Linked DNA regions of Mus musculus: region 1 is linked to region 2. A link is a contact called in public HiChIP or PLAC-seq data. All regions are on one chromosome and are shown on one strand. Each heading gives the region's core, a stretch centred on a gene start, on an enhancer-like site or on the middle of the called end of the contact. The rest is flanking DNA. Distances are from core to core; before and after follow the strand shown. Region 1 holds the start of Tgif2 (TGFB-induced factor homeobox 2). Region 2 holds the start of Spag4 (sperm associated antigen 4).

The links. HiChIP or PLAC-seq counts read pairs in DNA pulled down with a chosen protein or histone mark.
Region 1: a contact with region 2 is called in an HNF4G HiChIP or PLAC-seq map of pancreatic cancer cells. The contact joins the promoter of Tgif2 here to the promoter of Spag4 in region 2. A contact is called at or near these places in 1 of 39 promoter capture datasets (liver), 1 of 484 Hi-C or Micro-C datasets (embryonic stem cells) and 1 of 115 datasets of contacts at active chromatin or transcription factors (pancreatic cancer cells).

What each region holds. Positions count from the first base shown.
Region 1 is chr2:156,838,317-156,843,442 of GRCm38.p6, forward strand. Tgif2 (TGFB-induced factor homeobox 2) reads left to right here and starts at 1,691. Exons shown (of 3, transcript NM_173396.3): 1 at 1,691-1,922. LOC115486128 reads right to left here and starts at 2,932. Exons shown (of 5, transcript XM_030252280.1): 1 at 2,866-2,932; 2 at 1,400-2,683; 3 at 102-220. The coding sequence starts at 2,932. The coding sequence ends at 219.
Region 2 is chr2:156,063,033-156,068,736 of GRCm38.p6, forward strand. It overlaps Spag4 (sperm associated antigen 4), which reads left to right and starts at 2,181. Exons shown (of 12, transcript NM_139151.4): 1 at 2,181-2,639; 2 at 3,102-3,206; 3 at 3,535-3,601; 4 at 3,773-3,834; 5 at 4,057-4,100; 6 at 4,280-4,305; 7 at 4,423-4,531; 8 at 4,715-4,790; 9 at 4,905-5,020; 10 at 5,339-5,506. The coding sequence starts at 2,330. Gm39970 (a long non-coding RNA gene) reads right to left here and starts at 1,582. Exons shown (of 3, transcript XR_866890.1): 1 at 973-1,582.

The DNA.
Region 1 (5,126 bases), core at 441-2,940, 770 kb after region 2:
GGAAGTTGTTTATGTGAAATCCTGACACAGAGCCAGCCTGACACAGAGCCCCCCTCACCCCAACCCTGGATCCTGCCAAGCGGGTCAGGGAGACTCCAGACCTGTCACCCAGCATTCAGTCCGCTCTGCTGCTGGCCATGGGGAGGAACGCGTCACTCATGTGAGCAGGCCTGGGGTCACTGGTGGAATCCGTGGGCTTGTGACTGCCCACCAGAGGCTCCTGTCACAAAGAAAAGACACCTGCTGCACACGCCTGGATCGTATGAGATCCAGGGCACATCTCCAGATTCACTGGGCTATCCCTCTATTTTCCCTCCATGTCACACCTATATGACAGTCCCTGCTTTTTGCCAAGACCTAATTGGTTTTTACTTTTCTTACCTAAGATTTCCCATCTCCTTCATTCTTTCAAAGGTCTGTGGCTGGAATATGACTTGGCTAAGAAATTGCTTGTGACCAACTCTCTGAGACTTGGTGTCACCATCAGTAAAAAAGAGGGTTCTGGGCAATGTTTTTGATTTTGGATGGCCATCTTGGTTTCAAGGATTTCCAGGCAAGTCCGGCTTCTATGAAACCCACCTTAAGATGCTTTTAATCGGCATCCTGACTGGCTTAGGGCCTTCTGGTAGGAAAACTTAACTTTGGTTGCCAAAGTTTTTGTGACTACAGTACAACGAAAAACAAAAGCTTGAGTCTGCTGCAGCAATGACAGCTGTTGTCTCTGTCACTTAGCTGCAGCAGGTGCGCCACTCTTAAGTCTGACCCAAGACCCAAACTCAACAGTAAAATGATTAGAAGATAACAGCATTAAAAAAAATAACAATCAGGGAAGACTGTTCGGATGCTGTTGGTTCTGGCACGTGGGTCTCAGGTTTCTGGGCCTATATGATCACAAACCCAGAAAAGGCCTGTTAGCTGGAGTTAGGCTATGCCACACTTATGCAGATAGCAAGAGACAGACAAACAGTCAGGGAACTTGGACGCAAGGAAAACTTGAGGTAAAATGACCCTAGCCTGGACCGCTGGAAGCGCCTAGCCTCACCCTCTCCAACTGGGGTTAGCCACCAAGGGAAAGGCTCGGCTCTATCATCAGACCCACCTGGCCAAAGGACACTGGCACACGTGGTAAGGCAGGGACCAGCGAGTAAATGCGGCCACCTCCAAATTGCGACACGGTGCCTGCCTCACTCACGCTCCTGGGGTGCAGCCTGTACTCACCCCTGGCCGACCATCTGCGCTAGGCTTGGGGTTTTATCCCAAGTGGTCTTCGCCGCGCCGTTTGCCTTATGAGCGGACAAAACAACTGGTCCTTTAGCACCTGGGAGTTACTCTGAGCCGACTGAGCCTCAGTTTCCCCATCCCCACAAGGGCAAGCTCCCAGAGGAGGAGGCGAACTTACAAAGGTACGGGGACTGGCACCCTTTGTGCCTGGTAGTGCCCCCACCCCCATGGAGGAGCACACAGTAGGCGCTCCGGAAACACTCTCTGAAAGGAGGAGCGGGCCACTTCCTGCCCTGGAGCTGACTCCGGGAGCCCTGGTCCCACCGCTCCGCCCCGGGCCCCGGCCATGCGGCATTCCTAAGGTGGGTGGGCGCAGGAAGGAGGTGCCGCGGGCCCGCCCCCTCCGACGCGTGGGCGGGGCGAAGCCCCCTGGCTCTGCGGGCCCGCCCCCGAGGGTGGGCGTAGCTGGCCACGCTCTGCACAAAGTTTGTTTCTGCCTCGGGGCGGTGGGGGAGGGTGCGGCAGGCGGGATGGGAGGAGAGGGGATCTGACGTCAGGTCGCGAGGTGCTTTCCAGCCGCGAGCTGTCAGGCGGGTGTCAGACCCGGCAGGTACGCGGCGCGTTCCCCCGGTGCCCCCCGCCCCGGCCGGGTGGTCCCACACCCCACCGAGGCCGCGTGGGCCGGAAAGCCGCCAGGGAAGGTGAGTGCGGGGCGCCGAGGGGCTGGAGACGCGGGAGGAGGCGCGCGGACAACTTGGAAAGTTTCTTGGGGCGACGGGGCGGGGGAGGGGGCGTCGTCCCGGCGCGTGCGACAGTGGGTGTGTGAGCCCCGGGGGTGTGTGTGAGTCGGGACCGCGGAACGCTGGCGCGGAATGCCGGGGTTGGCGGGGGGGGCGCTGTTCGGGGTCCTTGAGGGAGGGCTCGGCTCCCAAAGCTCCCAAAGCTCCTCTGGGAGAGGGCAGCCGGTGCCCTGCAGCGGGGTGAGCGCGCGGGGAGCGGGTTTGTTTGGTTTCAAAAGTGCACGTTGCTAACCGCCGGCAGCCCCCCCCCCTCCCGCACGGCGACAGAGCGGGACCGGGGGCCGCCGAGTGACAGCTGGAGGTGGGGGCCGCGGGCGGGGCTCCGACGGAGAGGGCTTGGGAGCCCGCGCGAGTTCCCCTTTCCTTTGGAACAAAGGAAAGTCTGTCTCCGAGGCATCTGTCACTCCCAGGCGGGCCAAGGCTGTGGGGCGCGTGGGGCTGGCGACGCGGAGAAAGTTTGTGCGCGCCGGGACCCCGGGACCAGGCGAAGGGCAGCCGAGCGTCTTGCGGGGGCTGTGCGCGTCCCCGATGTAGGGGGGGCGGCCAACATGGAGTCCAGGCGCAGAGTTGGGGGGGGGGGGCGGCGCGGAGGTTGGAGCCCAGCCCCCTCTTTTCCCCTCCCCCTCCGGGCCGAGTTCGGAGCACAAAGCCGAGCGCGCACGCTCCGGCGGCCCCGCGCCCCAAGAGTCACCCTGCGCGGAGTACCAGGGAACGGGCTGGGAACTAAACTTTTTCCTGTCCCAAAATGGACACGTGAGTTTTTTTTTTTTCCTTGCAAAGTCGTCCCCCCCCCCCAACCCCCAAGCGCCGGGTGGCGGACCGACAGGGGAGCTGTTGCTCGCACCGTGACTCTGGTGGGGGACAGTTGAGTGAGGGTGCCTTGAGCGCCGGCGGATTCGTCGGCGCCCCATGAGCCATGTGCTCCGTTGCGTCTGGGCCGCGGGGGAGGCTGCGCGCTTTGTGTGAACTGCTGGGAACTCCAGCCTCAGTGTGCGGCCCGGGGGATTGTATCTGGAGCTGGGCGAGTTGTCAGAAAGTTCCTGTGGGAGTGGCTGCAGATGGTGTTGTGGGAGTGTGTAGGAGATTGATGGGGTGCAGTGTCCAAGGGGTGCCTCCAATAACCCAGTTGTATAAAAAACTGATGGATGGCCGGTGTGGTGACGTGCGTGCTCCTGGGTCGGAGAGATCGTGGGTGGGCAGGTCACTTGGAGTTCGTGGGTGGGCGGGTGCAGGAGTTGGGCTAGTTTCGATAGTCTAGTCGTTGGTCCTAGGTATAGTGTGTAAATTTAGCTATGTGTGTTTGTAAAACTCTGGGAACTTGCGGGATGTGAGCAGTGGGTCGGGTCGGTTATTTAAACAGCGCTCAACTTGCAGGAGGGAAATTGAGGTATCGCTGGTGTGCGTGTGTGTCTAACCTGCAGACAACCCTAGGGTGCAGGACCCAGAGGTGGGGAAAGTTCATGCGGAGGGGTGCTCTTCTGGAAGGGAAACTATGAAGACTGGGTTCTGGCAGGCAGCCAGAGTGGAATAAGTGAAGATAACCTTGAGTAAACTTGTCACCCGCCGCCAGCGCTGCCTCCCTGAGCTGGTCTCGCAGCTGTCCTGGTGGCCGACTACATGTCTGCCCTCAGAATGCATCCTCCTTGAGCTCCTCTGAGTAAACACTGCCTCCGAGCAGTGCCCGGTTCACCTCCAGGTGGCCTGGCTGAAGGTAGACCCTTCCCTCGAAAGTCTGGCTTAGCCAGCCCAGAGATCTGGGCTCAGGCCCAAGTCGAGGAAACAAAACCTGGGAGATGGCAGAGTTTTTTGGCTGGGCCTGCTGAGGAGCTGTTAAAAGGCAGAGAAGGGAGGAGCATGCAGATCCTGGACCAGCCTTGGCCTAGAACTTGTGCTATTAAAATGTAAATTTCTTTTGCTTTTGTGAACGGGAACTTTGTCTGCTGGAGGGGCAGCTGATAGGAGTTATCTAGGCAGAAACCTTCCTTCACGGAGCAGGGGAGGAGGAGGGCTTCAGACTCTGAAAGGACACTTTACTGGGATCACACAGCCCAGTGGAAGTTAAAGCAGGGACCAGAGCCACACTTCATTGGTCAGGATTCTGAGATTAAGTCTGGACCAGGTCAGAGGCCGGACCAAGGAAGAAGGTCTAAAAACCAACGGAGGAATGACTCACTACGCACACGGCCTGCGGCAGGGGCGGCAAGACTTGGTGAACAGTTACCAGACCCGCCTCCGGGCCTTGGAGGGAAAATTACCCGATTTCAAATCCTTCTTTATAATCAGTCTTAAAAGATGGGACATTTTTTATTTTATTTTTTATGTGTGTGGATTTTCATCTGCACCTGGGATGTTGAGAGAGAGCATCTACTCCCCTGGAACTGGATTTTGGGTGGTTGTGTTCCTCCATGTGGGTGTGGGGAGTGGAACCCACCGCTTCTGTGAGAGCGCGTTACAGCAAATGCTCGTAATTGCTGGGCTATCTCTTCCAGCCCCAGAAATTCACTTTTAAAATAAGCAGGCCCGGGGACCTGGGGGAGGGGGAGGCTGGAGAAATGGCTCAGTGGGTTAAGAGCACTTGCTGCTCTTCCCGAGAGCCTGGGTTCAGATGCCAGCACAGACAGGCTCACAACAATCCAGCTCCGGTTACGGAGGACCCGCCTCCTTCTGTCCTCCCAGGACTCCGCATATGTGGTGCAGAATGTTTATATATATAAAATAAGTAAAATCCTGGGAGGGACGGGGAGAGAAGGGATTTGGTGGGAGGAGGAAAATAAGAGAAAAGAGCACTTTGGTCAAAGGATATTTTATATATGTATATATAATAAAATTTTAACTAAAACATTCTAAAATCCTTCTCCCCTCCCCCTCCCTAACTAACTGCTGAACAGCTAGCTCTGTAGAGTGAGCAGCCTGTTGAGCGCATCCCTTCGTACATGGGACCGTGTAACAGTGGGCTTTCATGGCCGGCCTCTTCTCCCGGAGCATGTGCTCAAGGTCCATCCATGTCATAGCACACATCAGAAGTGTGCTCTCTCTTTTATAATTTGTTTGGTTTTATGTGTATGAATGTTTTGCCTACGTGCGAGTGTGTCTACACCACGTAGA
Region 2 (5,704 bases), core at 931-3,430:
AGGCTTCACCTTCCTCTGTCAGAGAAACTGCAATCCAGTGGAATTTTCGAACAGACCCAGGGCAGGGTCAGATGGGCTTCCTGCTTTGCTTGCCTCCGGGGCTCTATGGAATCTAATGAAACATAGTAATGTCACCTCTCTAGAGCCTGGTACAATACAAGAACCTCCTCTGGACTGGAACACAGCTTAGCAGAACAGACTGTCTTTATACCTCAGCCTCTAAGAACTGCCACTTCCCCAAGCTGATTAGCATTCTAAGTAAGATGTGATGTGAGAAGAAAAACACCGGGTGGGTGCAGGATTTTGGAATTCTGTTTTTGTCATTGTGGTTTTATATAGCTCTAGCTGTCCTGGAACTCTTTATGGAGACTAGACTGGCCTTGAATTCAGAACTCAGAGATCCTTCTACTTTGGCCTCCATAGTGTTAGGATTAAAGAAGTGTGCTACCACCTTGCTGGGTCAGGATTCCCAAATTCAAACCTGTGATGCAACATGATCTCAGAGAAGTAAGTCCTTTTCCCTCGGGAGCTGACAGACTCCCTGTGTAAATCTTGCAGGTTGCACTACATTGTTGCTGTTCCTGGTACAGACATTAATTAGATACAAGCATGTAGTTATTCAAAATGTGGTTCTAGGATAGCAAGATGGCTCAGCAGGTAAAGGCACTTGTTGCCGAGCTTAAAGCTTATTCTCTCTCTGTCTGTCTCTGTCTCTGTCTCTTTCTCTCTCTGTCTCTCTGTCTCTCTGTCCCTCTGTCTCTCTCTCAGCTGGGAGTTGTGGTACATGCCTTTACCTCAGAGCTTGGGAGGTGGGGGAGGCAGGCAGATCTGAGCTCCAGACTGGCTTTGGCTGCATAGTGAGACTCTGTTTTAAAAGTGAATAGGAGGGGCCATAATAAATGTTTTAGTGTGTTGGATGATGCTCTGTTCCTTCCTAATATTTACTGCTTCCCTAAATACTAGGGCACTTACCAGGCTAGACCCGTCTAGGTACTGCAGGATACAGAAGTGAACAAAATCTAGGTGCCATTGTAGCTGGTCATGATGGACATGATGACATGCCCATAGTCTCAGGCTTGGGAGACTGTACCGGGAGTATGGTCCTGACTCGGGACCATCCTGGGTTATATATCCAGTACCAGGCTAGCAAAAGAATCAAAGCAAAACCTCTTGTCTAAATTACATAGGAGATTGGGGCAATGTCATAATCAATAAAATGTGCGGAAGCCCGGGGACCCATGTGCAGATACCCAGCACTGTAGGTAAAAAGCGACAGACCAGAGCTCAGGGGACTGTGATCCCGACTCTGAAGAGAGAGAAACAGCAGAATCCCTAGGACCCGTTGGTTAGCTCTCTAGTCAAACTTGTAAGAGACCGTGACTCAGAACAGAGAGGAGGAGTTGAGATGGCCCAGTGGATAAACCTCACGCTTGCTGCCTAAGCATGAGGACTTGCTTGTAAACCCCGAATCCACATAAACAGAGGGTGCTGTGGTACTTGCCTGTCACTGAAGCTCTGTGGGAGTAGGGACAAGTGGAACCATGGAGTCGTCCCAGCCCTCGTTCAATGGTTCTCAAACTGTGGGTCGGGACCTCCTTTGCAAACCTCTATCTCCAAAAGTTTATTCATAACAGTAGCAAAATTACAGGTTTTCTTTTAAAGACTTATTTATTTTATGTATATGAGTACACAGTTGCTGTCTTCAGACACACCAGAAAAGGGCATCGGATCCCATTACAGATGGTTGTGAGCCACCATGTGGTTGCTGGGAATTGAACTCAGGACCACTGGAAGAGCAGTGAGTGCTCTTAACCGCTGAGCCACCTTTCCAGTCCAACAAAAATATAGTTATGAAATAACAATGAGAATAATTTTATGGTTGGAGGTCACCCAACATGAGGAACTGTATTTAAAGGTCGCAGCATTAGGAAGATTGAGAACCGCTGGGGCCTAGTTGAAAAAACAAAACAAAAAAGTGAGCCCCAGGTTCAGAAAGAGAGAATCTATCTCGAAAGCTAAGGTGGGGAGCAGGAGAAGACAGCAGCAGAGATCAACTTCTGGATGGACACACACACACACACACACACACCCAAACCATGAACAAAAATGTATCAGGAAAGGGGGATGGGCTGCTGGCTCCCAGTGACGTCACGGGCGCTCTGTGACGCGGCTCCTCTGTGACGGTGACAACAGCACAGCAGCGGGAGGGTCGGCCGAGCCGCCGCGGGGCTCACGCAGGGTGCTACCCTGCGGCGCGAGGCAGCTGAGGAAGGGCCGAGGGCTTTGGCTGCGGCGACTTCGGCTTCCCAGAGGGGTAGCCCAGGTCAGGATGCGGCGGAGCCCCCGCTCAGGCTCGGCCGCATCCTCTCATAATCACACACCCAACTTCTACAGCGAGAACAGCAATAGTTCCCACAGCGCGACTTCGGGGGACAGCAATGGGCGCCGGTCCGCTGGGCCGGAGCTCGGGGAGCCCGAGGGCAGAAGGGCCCGGGGCTCGAGCTGTGGTGAGCCCGCCTTAAGCCCAGGAATGCCCGGAGGAGACACATGGGCAGGAAGCTCTCGGCCGAAGCTGGCGCCTCGGAGCCACAATGGGCAGACCGCCTGTGGCGCGGCAACCGTGAGGGGCGGGGCCTCGGGTGCGGGCGGGGTCGAACCCGGGGGCGAGAGGGCGGGGCGGGCTCGGGGGCGGGGCCCGGCGCGGACCTGGGTGCAGAAGCCCCGACCTGGCTCACGAGGGGACGTGCTCGACACGTGTCCCTCGGGGGCGAGCTCGGTGCCATGGCCGGTCCCGGGAGGGGGCGGAGGAAATCCTGTGCCTGGGCATGGCTGAGGAGGTGCCGCAGGGCCGGCGTGAGTGTGACCCTAGTCCGGCCGCACGGGGACTCAGACTGGGGGGCGGTTTCCACTGATTGAGACTCTCCAGCTCCGGGTCTGGGCGTGTGCAGGGAGTGTGACCTGGGGCAAAGGCCTGGACTAAAAGCCTGTTTGAGAGGCTGCCCAGCTGTTTGGCACTAGGGTCAGGAGCCTGCGCCCGGGCCCCGAGGGGAAGAGCGGGCCTGTGGTGCACAAAACCTCAATGGTGCCCTGGGCTCTTGCAGAACCGTCTGGATCTTCTGTAGTTTTGGAGGAACAACTCAACCTTCTCCCGATCCTGGATCTGAGGCAGGAGATGCCTACCCCGAGGGTGTCCAAGAGCTTCCTGAGTACGAGCCAGGCCAGCCCCATCCCCTCTGACCTTGGCACTCAGAACCCCATTTCTGCTGAGTCTGAGTCAGAGAAACCAGCCCAGATGCCCTTTGACCTCTGCTCTCGGACCCCCGCCCCTGTTCCCAGTTCTCCTCCTCGAGCCTGTGCCCTAGTGTCCAGCCTCAGCTCATTTCCCCAAACGACCCTTGCCTCCTGAGCCCCAGACTCTTGTCCTCCGCACCACCCCAGTCCCCACCCCGGCTTCTCTTGAGCCCTTCTGAACCTGCACTACCTCACCTTCATGGATCACCCTCTCTGAGCTGCTTCTCCGGTCTCCGTCCCTAGGCCTCCTCTTTCAGGTGCTGAGCATGGTGTTATCCCTGGCAGTCGATGGGCTGGTCTGTGTGTGCAGGTCAGAGGGAACGGCAGGGCTCAGGGAAGGGCAGCAGGGCTGGCCCCACCCAGGCTAGAGCAGATCCAGATCTGCTTGAGTTCCCAGAAACTGGGCGGGTCTAGGACCCCCACGGTCGAGGCTTGAGTGGTTCAGGGCCTCTAGGCAGCAGCTTCCACTCCTGTTCTTTAGGGAAATCTGCTCCATCCGCTTCCTGTTCACTGCTGTGTCGCTCCTGAGCATCTTTCTGGCAGGTGAGGAGCATCGATTCCCTGGGACCCAGCTCTGCAGGTTTGGGGCCAAGTCCAGCCCCCCCCCCCCGAACTCCGTCTTGGTGGCCTTCAGCCCATTCTAGTGACCCCCCCCATCTTGGTCTCCCGAGTGTGCTCCGGCAGCCCTAGGTTTCACCCCAACTCCTTGCTTTCTTCCTTGTCCTCTTACATCAGAGGACACCTTTCCTCTTTTTCTTCCTCCAGCACTCTGGTGGGGGCTCCTGTACCTGATCCCTCCTTTGGAGAACGTGAGTTGGGGAGACCTATGTCTCCAGGTGGGGTGAGGTTGTGTGTATGTGGGGGGCATCCCTGGGCTGTTGGGATGGGGGCAGTGTAGGAAGCACTGAGTATAAATCCCCATGGGCCAACCAAGAATGGTAGGGCAATGTTGACAGAGAAGGGTGCTTACTGGTCCCTTCCTCCACAGGAACCTACGGAGATGCTGACTCTAAGGTGAAAGGGCAGCTGGGGCAGGCCTGGGCAACACTGGCAATGCCTCTGTGGGTGCTTTCTGAGAGGAATGCACAGGGACAGGTAGCTAACTGCATGGTACCCACCTCCCAACTACAGCCAATACCACCACCGCGTGCATTCCCAGGGCCAGCAACTGCAGCAGCTCCAGGCAGAACTGAATAAACTCCACAAGGAGGTGTCCAGCGTTCGTGCAGCCCACAGTGAGGTGGGCTATGGCCCAGCTGGGAGGCTCAGGGGTCTAGCTGTGTTCACTTGGAAGACTGGGTCCCAGTGTGGGGAATCTTTCTCAAGGCCCTTAAGTTCCTACCTCAGAGCATCGAGTTACTGAGAAGCAGGCCTGCCTATAAGCTAGTTCACAGTCCTCCTGGGTCACCCTCTGCCTTTCTAGAGAGTGGCCAAGCTCGTGTTCCAGAGGCTGAATGAAGACTTCGTGCGCAAACCTGACTATGCACTGAGCTCTGTGGGTAAGACACAGAGAGATGTGGAAAGAGCTGGAGTGACGGTCCTAGACAGCCATTCTACCGCGCTGTTGAGAAGTCCCAGTAGGAGCCCCTGAAATTGACTTGTGCCTGTTCCAGGAGCCTCCATCGACCTGGAGAAGACGTCCAGTGACTACGAGGACCAGAACACTGCCTACTTCTGGAACCGCTTGAGCTTCTGGAACTATGCCCGCCCGCCTTCTGTCATATTGGAGGTGGGCCTGGAGCCAGAGGGCTTGGGGACAGTACCAAGGGGCAAGAGCTGGGGACAGGAGTCAGCCTGGTGCAGGGAGGAGTGGAGCCCAGGTCAGTTTGGCTCCAGGAGGCACTCCCCACTGGAAGAAGAATCTGGCATATTATGGTAGGGCGCCAACCAGGCAGAATCTGGACTTAACACTGAAGAGACCCAGCATTGCTTCGTCTGGCTAGGCAGAAACCAGGGCAGCCGGCAGAGCTCTGGGCTGAGCAGCGGCCCTAAGATTGGTCTTCTGGGTTTGTCTTAACGTTCTGACGGTCTGCCCAAACCCCTGCAGCCAGATGTGTTCCCTGGAAATTGCTGGGCTTTTGAAGGTGATAAAGGCCAGGTGGTGATCCGACTGCCAGGTCATGTGCAGTTAAGCGACATCACCCTGCAGCATCCTCCACCCACTGTGGCACACACCGGAGGGGCCAGCAGCGCGCCTCGGGACTTTGCAGTCTATGTGAGTGGGGTTGAGTGCAGGGAGGTGGGGGAACTCTGACCAGGAACACGAGGCAGTGGTGTGTTGTTGGCTGCTCTAGGTTTATAAATGAGCATAACCACATCCAGATATTAGGTATGGTTTGCCAAACTCATATTATCCCATTGCACCTGTAAGACCTATGAAGTACAATGAGCGATTACAAGCTCAGTCACACAA